2 separate regions of the Mus musculus genome follow, and region 1 is linked to region 2. A link is a contact called in public promoter capture Hi-C data. All regions are on one chromosome and are shown on one strand. Each heading gives the region's core, a stretch centred on a gene start, on an enhancer-like site or on the middle of the called end of the contact. The rest is flanking DNA. Distances are from core to core; before and after follow the strand shown.

Region 1 (4,149 bases), core at 965-3,464, 720 kb after region 2:
CAAGACTATGAGTCTGCATATGAAACTCTATGATTCTATGTATGAGACTTTATAATTCTATGTATGACTCCATAGTTCTATGGACCTGTATGGAGGGAGAGAACGGACTCCCACAAGTTGTGCTCTGACCTTCACGTGCATACTGGACCACACACATGCACACATGTAGGCACATACAAAACAAATTTTTTAAAAACTGTTTAAAAAATGCAACTTTGGAGCAAACGGAATGAAAGATTTCTTTGTATAATTCTTTTGTTTCTCTGTAACTTTTCTATGACTCTATGTTCCAGAGTACTGTCCATCATGGTGGGCATGCTTTCCTCTTCCCTTCCTGACTTCAGAAAATATATACATTTTCAGCTTCCTCAAAGTAAGCTTCTGTGCCCTTCCCACCGTGGTGGACTGTACTCTGCCACTGTGAGCAGAATAAGCCCTTTCTCCCTCAAGCTGCTCTTGTCAAGGTAAATTTTCAAAATGCAAAAATCATCCCAACCTGACTAAAGGAAGATGTCCAAATCCTAGCAAGTCTTTGCCTCCTATAAGGTACAAAAAACGGCACCTCCCACGAGCAGCTGCAGGTGATGGGATGGATACGATTTTCCTTTTTCTAACTCTGCCAAGTAACTCCATTAGCCTAAAGTTATCAGACTGCCTACACAACAGGTCATGACAGCCTGCCACTCGGGTGTATTTTATATTACAATCACCTTTATTCACTCCTTTCTCCACGACCATCCTACTTACTTATTAATTATTCTATGTATGGATGCTCTGCTGCATGTACACCTGCATGCCAGAAGAGGGCGTCAGATCCCTTTAGAGACCACTCCACTACCATTCAAGAACAGACCTTTGAGTAAGTCTTCCAAAATACATTACAAAGGAGTCAGAAAAAAAAAAATTACAAACGGGAAAAACTTACCTTTGATCTGCTCATGTTCTGCTCCTCTTGGGGGAACTGTAGACACTGCTGACTGACCTGCTGGAGGAAAAGCTCGCTGAAATCGGAGATTAACTGGTCTACACAGGGACATGTCTCTCGCCTGGGAACCACCAAGTGAAATCGCAGCTTATACACACTGCAGAGGTGATAGGAAGGAAATCACAAACCTAACTCCAACAGGTGGAATGGGGGGTGGGAGGCGAGGGGGGGCGGGTACAGTTCTATGATGAACACTACGCTGCCTTCTTTTTATCCACGGGCATTTGGTGTAAAGGTGGGGGAAACAAGGGTACTTATTTTATTTCCTATTCAAACTGTTGCAAAATATGTCACAGTGAATGAGGATTCTGGGCACTATATATATATATATCTGGGATCCATGTTCCATGAGGTGACATACATGCAATCCCAACTCTCTGGAGGCGGAGACGGGAGGATCACCCACTACCAGAACAATATGTGCCACAAGGAATCCACGCCTCAAAAAAACTAAAACACAAAAAGGAAAAATGGTCCAGATGGATAGACGTCCGACAAACAGGGATAAAGCGTGGTTTGTTTTCAAACTATCCAACTAAACTTGGTTACTGCTGCATATCTTAAAAAGGGACTAAGGGAAGAAACTAGAAAACAATGGCACTCATTTCAACACAACCTTGATTAAGTCTCACACCTGTCGCAGACTCAGTCTTCCTTCACGAGCAGAAAGAAGTAAAAGCAGATTTTGAGCACTAGACCATTACGATGCCTCAAGGGCAGACTCGGGGGGGGGGGGGACCACAGACAGAGCAAGAGAGCTGATGGACGCTGAGTGACACCGTGGGAATCTGGAGCCCTTGAGTTCTTCAGTGCCTGCACTCTGTCCTCGGGACTGACCGTGCAGCCCAAAGCGATGCAGCTGTCCCGCTGTCAGCCCGACCACCTCGACCCTCCCAGGCGCCGCAAGCTGGGGACAGCGGGGTGCCCGGGTGAACTGACTGGGCACCATCTGTGCCCAGCATCCCTCCCGCAGCCCCGATCGCTCTGCGCCCTCGGGCCTCACCGAGCAGGCGTCTCCGCTGCCCCTGTCAGCCTCCGCGCCGAGCTCTCGCTAGGCCTCCCTAGCCCGCACAGCCGAGTCTGTTCGCTGCCGCCCCGGAAGCTCCGGCCTCGGCCCTGCAGGCTCGGCAACTCCAGCTTAGCGAACGCAAAGGCTGCGGGAGGGAAGGTAGCCTCGACACACCAGACCTGCAGGAAGTCACCACGGCGCAGTGGCCCAGCGCAAGCGCGGGCACGCGCACAGGCCGCGACGCGCATGTGCAGCATCTTCCCGGAAGTCCGAGTTCCAAGGCTCTCCTTTCTCCCCAAGAATTGCACAGAAACTCTGTGTCCCAGACGCCTTCGCGCGCCACTGCATCTAGGGATCCTCGCGCAAGAACTTACCTCCTCCCAGCAGTTTGGGGGAGGTGCTCTGAGAGCAATGGCTGCCTCCAGCCATGCTCTTACCTTCTTGTTTGTCCTCACTCCCTTTGAGCCTGGAGAAACGGCCTGCTGCGTGAAGTCCCAAGTCTTGTCCCTGGCTCAGGACTCCTAAAATAAGAGGAAGATTGTGTTAGAAGGAAAGAAAACTGAGTGTCATTCTCGATTAACCAAACTTCCTTGAAGTACTAGGTACAAGAAATAACCAGCTGTGCTTTACAAAGAAGGAGGCACAAACACTAATGGTGGGTTTCTAGAACATACGTCTAATGCCCAGAAACTCTAAAAAACAGAACCAGAAAGAGAACACAGAAAGAAGAAAACACCTACCTGCAATGTGATCTCTGAAAGGTGATATTTAGGGCCGGGCGACAATGACAGTTTTCAACGATGGTTACATTATGATGAACGGCTCCTCGATTTCTTATTGAATTAATGCAACGACGTTCTTGGCCTAGTTCTTCATAAAGACGTTGGCGTCAAAATTAATAACAAAGCCTGTCAATAGAAAAAGTTCTCTGCGCCGATGCAGAGAGTAACGTTTTCATCCCAGAAGCACCAAGCGCCTTGGAGCGCCAACCCTAGGTAATAAACTGCTGAGCAACCAGCAGGAGACAGAAGCATCACGAATCCCTCTCAGATGCTGCAGGGCACACATGGTCTCAGGAGAAAGGGTGAGCCCTCCTCCTCGGAAGGCCTGCACTGCCATGGGGCACCTTCTCCCAGGTTCTCACCTCACCTGGTCACTGAGGTGCCCACCTGAGCTGGCTCCTATCTCTTAAACCAAAAGCTTCCCTTCCCCGTGGCAAGCAGGGGTTACGTCTCTGAATGAGGGGCCTGGGCTAAACTCCCCAGGTGACAGGGAGATAGGAACACTCTTTTCTCCAGGTTTACATTGCACAGATGGGACTCAGGCCTTTCAGAAAAGGAATTCCTTGCTTGCAGTGAGGACATTCAAGCTCATATAATTTTTGTATTGAGAGAAGATTTCGGTTTGTACACACATACGGAACAAGGGTTGCCAGTCAACAGACTGAGATCCTTCTGCTCTGCACAGATAGGAGAAGCTCAACCTGTGTGGGCCATCCTAGGTCTACTGGCTGGACCAGCAGGCCTACAGGCTTTCAGCTCCAAGTCCTGACCTAGGGCTCTATTGCCTCAGGCTTTAGAAACTAGACACTTAACGTCCTAGCCTTTCACCCACCAGTGACCCTGGCACCCGGCAGTTGTTGTAATATGTGGCCTCCAGCAGAAGCAGCAGGCAGCAAGTGTCCCTGCTAGTGATAATGATCCTAGATGGACATCAGGTATAGTGAGTGACCTCTCAACTACTACAGACAGGACTGGAACAGCTCTTGAGTCCAAGGTAGATTCATAAGTTCCCCAGGTGACAGGGTTGTTCTCTTCCTTGAGGTTTGCAATGCATAGAAAGGGGCTCTTGGGTCTTTCAGAAAAGGAAGTTCTTTCTTGAAACAAGGGCAGAAAGTATATGTAACTAAAAAGGAGAGAGAGAGAGAGAGAGAGAGACAGAGACAGAGAGAGAGAGACAGAGAGAGACAGAGAGAGACAGAGACAGAGAGAGACAGAGACAGAGACAGAGAGACAGAGAGACAGACAGAGACACAGAGAGAGAGAGAGAGAGAGAGAGAAAGAGAGAGAGAGAGAGAGAGAGGTGTCAAAGAGACAATACAGATCTCGACAGTGAATGTTACTCTTTAAAGTGAGAAGGGTAGAACAGAGAAGCA
Region 2 (4,201 bases), core at 1,560-4,059:
CACCTTGGCTTCTGAGTCTGAATTTGCTGGCTTAGAACTTTTGTTTTTAATTGGTAAAACTGGGAATTCAAAAATCTAATATTTTCAATTTGGTCCCTCTCTCCCATAGTCTCCTCTTAACGTCCTTCCTGGGTGGGAGGGGCATTTGGGATCCCTGATAATACCTTAGCTTGATTCTTAGGCTGGGAAAAGGTGGTGGGGGTGGGGAGGGGTGACCCTAGCTGTTTTCCAGGTCTCTCCTTGGATTCTGCTGTGTTCTTGGGGGGGGCGGGCAGCAGCTGTGCACGTGTGAGGGAGGGGCTAAAGCCAATAGTGAGGCGGTTCTTTTTCTTAACTGAATGATAATTCTGTAAAAGTAATTGGGGGAGGGTCTTCAGGGAGTATGTGTGTGTGTGCGTGCGTGAGAGCATGTGTGATTTTGTTTTGTTTCATTTTTTACAGTGGCTGTCAAGTATTTTCATGATATGTTTAACACTTAGTGCTTTAAAAGCAGTGGTACCCAATACGATGGGAATCCGAGTTCCAGAGATGGGACGTGCCCCACCTCAGTGAGCGAAGGTCCCACTCTGGAGGCAGGGGTAAGAAAGGCCTGCGGACCCACACACCAAGCAGCAACACCTGGGCGTTCATTTCAAACGGGATACAGTATTTTTTTATAACAGAACCATCCTTTTTTTAAACAAAAAGTTTTGACACCTGAATGTGATTTCTAACTATTATTAGACGTTAATGTTTTAAAGCTATAACAAAGTGGAAATTTCTACTTTCTTTTTCATTCATTTGAACTGTTCTTTTATCTATTCGGTTGTTGTATGTGGGTGGGGAAGCTCTGTTTTCTCCTCTTAGCATTTGTTTCTATAACCAGAAATAAAAATTATATATTAAAGAGATGTACCCAAGGGTATGAGTGGTCCCTGGGAGTGGGTGACTGTGAAGGGCAGACCAATAGATAGCCTGGACACGCACTACTGCTTCTGGTCCCCAGGTGTTTCCTTGCATGCCTCCCAGGTGTGCAGTCCAGGAAGCCATGGGGTGAGGTAGAGTCTTGCCGGTGCCTGAGCTCCAAGGATGCAAGATGGTGTACAGATGGCAAGAGCTAGCCCATCTCCCCTGACTTTTGACACAGGTCCACCGCTGGGCCAGGGTGTGACAAAGGGGGTGGCATTTAATTTGCAGCTCGAAGTTCCAGAGGGTTAGAGTCTATGACCATTGTGGCAGGGAGCGTGGCAGCAGACAAGCAGGCATAGGGTTGGGGCAGTAGCTGAGAGTTTACATATTGAGACAGCCGCTGCAGGACAGAGTTGAGCTAATGGGGGATGCTTTGGGCACTTGACTGCAGGCCACACCCCCTAACCCTTCCCAAACAGTTCCACCAACTGGGGTCAAAACATTCAAGTATATGAGCCCATGGGAGCCATTCTCACTCAAGCCACCACCCCATGGCGGCTGCCTCAGAGCCCCTGGCATTCATCCTGACACTCAGCCAGGTGAGAAACAACCCACTTGTCCCTTTTTTCTGTGTACATGTTTTTGGGTGTGACTGCACCTGTGTGTGTATTTGTGTGGAGGCAGAGGACAACCTCAGCTGCTGTTCCTCAAGTGGGGTGTGTGTTCACATGCAGAGGCATAGGCATATGTACACTGGCCACAGGAGACGTGAGCAGATCAGAGGACAGCCTTCAGGTGCCCACCCTCATGGCTACTTACACCTTGTCTGAGACAGATTCTCTTTACCATCTCATAAGCCAGGGCGGCTTATCCTCCAGCCTCAGGAGAGTCTCCTGCCTCCTCCATCTCCTGTAGGTGTGCTGGGATTACAAATCCTTACACTACTGGGCTCAGGTTTTATGTAGCTTCTGAGGACCCAAACTCAGCCTGTCAGGCCTGTGTGTCAATCACTTTCAGGTTCTGAGTCTTCTTTCTTGCCCTACCTCTTCTCTGAGACAGAATCTCTCGTTGGCCTGGGACTTGCCAAGTAAGCTAGGGCCGGCCAGCAACCCTTAGGGATACTCCGATCTCCACTTCCTCAGTGCTGGGACTGCAAGTGTGGGTTTTATTTTTATATGGCCACCCAGGGATGGAACTCAGGTACTCATGTTCACTTTTACCAGCTGAGCCGTTTCTACTTCTGCCCGTTTCTCCCTGAAGCCTTGCTTATTACTAGGCCATGAGCACTAGGTATTGATTGGCAAGAGCCAGAAAGACACGGGTCCAAGTGTCTTTCCCACTGTGACAGCTCCTCAGTCTACTACCAGTTTCCTTTTTCTGTGTGTGCAATAGGCACCCATCTCCCAACCCAAATAGGTGAATAGTGCCAGGGCCTCATCTTAAAACCCAAGACTAGCAAGACATTGGGTATTTCTGCAGCAAAGAGCCTGACAGAATTTATAAAACGTGTCTGCCATACAGCTTTTGCTAAGGATGTTCTTTCTCTGCCACCAAGTCGCGCCCCCAGCCTCTCACTGGGGTAAATCTAGTCACCCTACTGCTAAACTATGTGCCTGCCTAGTCTCTCCAGGTCTAGAGTCTACCACTGGCAGTTCCGGGATCAAAGGAAACTGTTTCGGAGCCAGGAGTTCTGGGTTCCAAGGACCACGGTTCCATGACTCCCTGGCTGCTGACTGACGTGGAGAGAAGCCCAGGAGCTAGGCGGGAACTGGCTTCTGTACTGCAATATTTTGGCCAAGGCCTCCGCCCCGCCCCGCCCACCTGCCGCAGGACCGGAAGCTGGTCTGTCTTTTGCGCGGGGGAGTGGGAGGGATGGCCCTCCCACGTGGTGTGGCACCGGAAGCCGTCAGCTAGCGCTCCAGATTCTCCCACGTGATCCAGCCAGGACGCGGGAGGGTGGTGGCGGGGGTAAGAGGTGGGGCGAAAGAGGGCAGACACAGTCCGGTCACATGACACGTCATGTGACACGATCCCGGAAGTCCGCGGCAACGTTTCGGGCACTGGTGGGCTTGGAGCCGTGTCGGCATGTTCTCGGCGGGCGCGGAAAGTCTGCTGCACCAGGCCAGGTCTGCCGATCTGGGGCTGGGGCCACGGGGCGTGAGACGAAGCCGGGGAGGAGCGGGGAGGCGGTGGTCCCGCTGCACGGTTCGGGTCTCCGTGTGGCGCCGGGTCCGGGGCTCAGGGCGACCTGCGTGGAATGTGAGGCGCACAACTCAGCTAAGGGATCCTCCTCATCGTGTCTGGGTCCATGCTAGTGCTGACCCTGCACTGAGAGTCTAGGTTCTTTCCCAAATAGCCAGCCCAAGACTTGGTGGTACGTGATTCAGCGAAGGAAACGACTACCCGAAGCCCAGACCTGATGCATTTGGTAAACTGAAAATGCAAAGGGACAAATCTGGACTCTGAGCTGGGCCACTCGTGGGGAAAGTTTAGAATGGTTAAGATCTCTGGGATCTCCCAGAGCCTGAAAGAGTTAAAAGTCTGGAGTCTACGAACAAGACAGTACTCCGAAGACAGAGGGACTTAATAGGTAAATGACCTTGCCACCAAGCCTGACTCTCTCGATTCGACCCCCGGGGCTCGGGGAGGAAGAAGAAAATCAACTCCAGCAAGTTGTCTTTGGATCTCCACTCGAGCACCCCAACATGTACATAAATAAATGTAATAAATTAAAAAACAAAGACAGTTTTCTTAAGATCTATTAGGAAAATGGTTGGTGACCCAGCCACACAGTCTCCCCATGGGCCCACAGCCCTCCTTTGCCTTCAGTACTGGGTGGGTACTTTTCATTTTTAAGCAGTAACCTTTTCATGCCAACACAAAAATAACGCTATCCTGTCTCATAGCATCTGTGGTTTATCACTGCCCCAGTTGGGTACAACCCTGGGCCATTTGTATCTCCTTTTGCTCACCCAGCCTGTTCTCTAGGTGCCTCAATAAGACTCTGGGTGGAGGATGCAGGAAACAAAGCAGGCGAGGGTGGTAGGAAAGCTACTGGAGACCTTCCTCGGCCTGGGACATGTGGTACCTGCAGAGACAGTGCAGAACCAAGTTCAAGTACCTGACAGACAGGCTCAAAATGGGGGCAGTTTGCAAACCATCAGCCCTGTCAGGACACCATAGTGGGACTGTCAGCCATGATTTAGGAAGTTGGGGGCTCTCTTCCTCAGCGCCCACAGACAACTGATCCATTTATTTATTTATTTAGAGATGGCTGAGACAGAGTTTTACTGTGTGGCCCCTGAAACTCACT

The links. Promoter capture Hi-C pulls out the DNA fragments that hold promoters and counts their contacts.
Region 1: a contact with region 2 is called in a promoter capture Hi-C map of liver, with 4 times the contacts expected there. The contact joins the promoter of Rbak here to the promoter of Ap5z1 in region 2. A contact is called at or near these places in 2 of 39 promoter capture datasets (liver and pre-B cells).

Annotation. Positions count from the first base shown.
Region 1 is chr5:143,178,561-143,182,709 of GRCm38.p6, forward strand. It overlaps Rbak (RB-associated KRAB zinc finger), which reads right to left and starts at 2,215. Exons shown (of 5, transcript NM_001045482.2): 1 at 1,989-2,215; 2 at 926-982. The coding sequence starts at 940. Spdye4b (speedy/RINGO cell cycle regulator family, member E4B) reads left to right here and starts at 2,457. Exons shown (of 8, transcript NM_001384193.1): 1 at 2,457-3,078. The coding sequence starts at 3,061.
Region 2 is chr5:142,461,122-142,465,322 of GRCm38.p6, forward strand. It overlaps Ap5z1 (adaptor-related protein complex 5, zeta 1 subunit), which reads left to right and starts at 2,810. Exons shown (of 17, transcript NM_172725.2): 1 at 2,810-3,014. The coding sequence starts at 2,974. It overlaps Foxk1 (forkhead box K1), which reads left to right. Exons shown (of 9, transcript NM_199068.2): 9 at 1-894.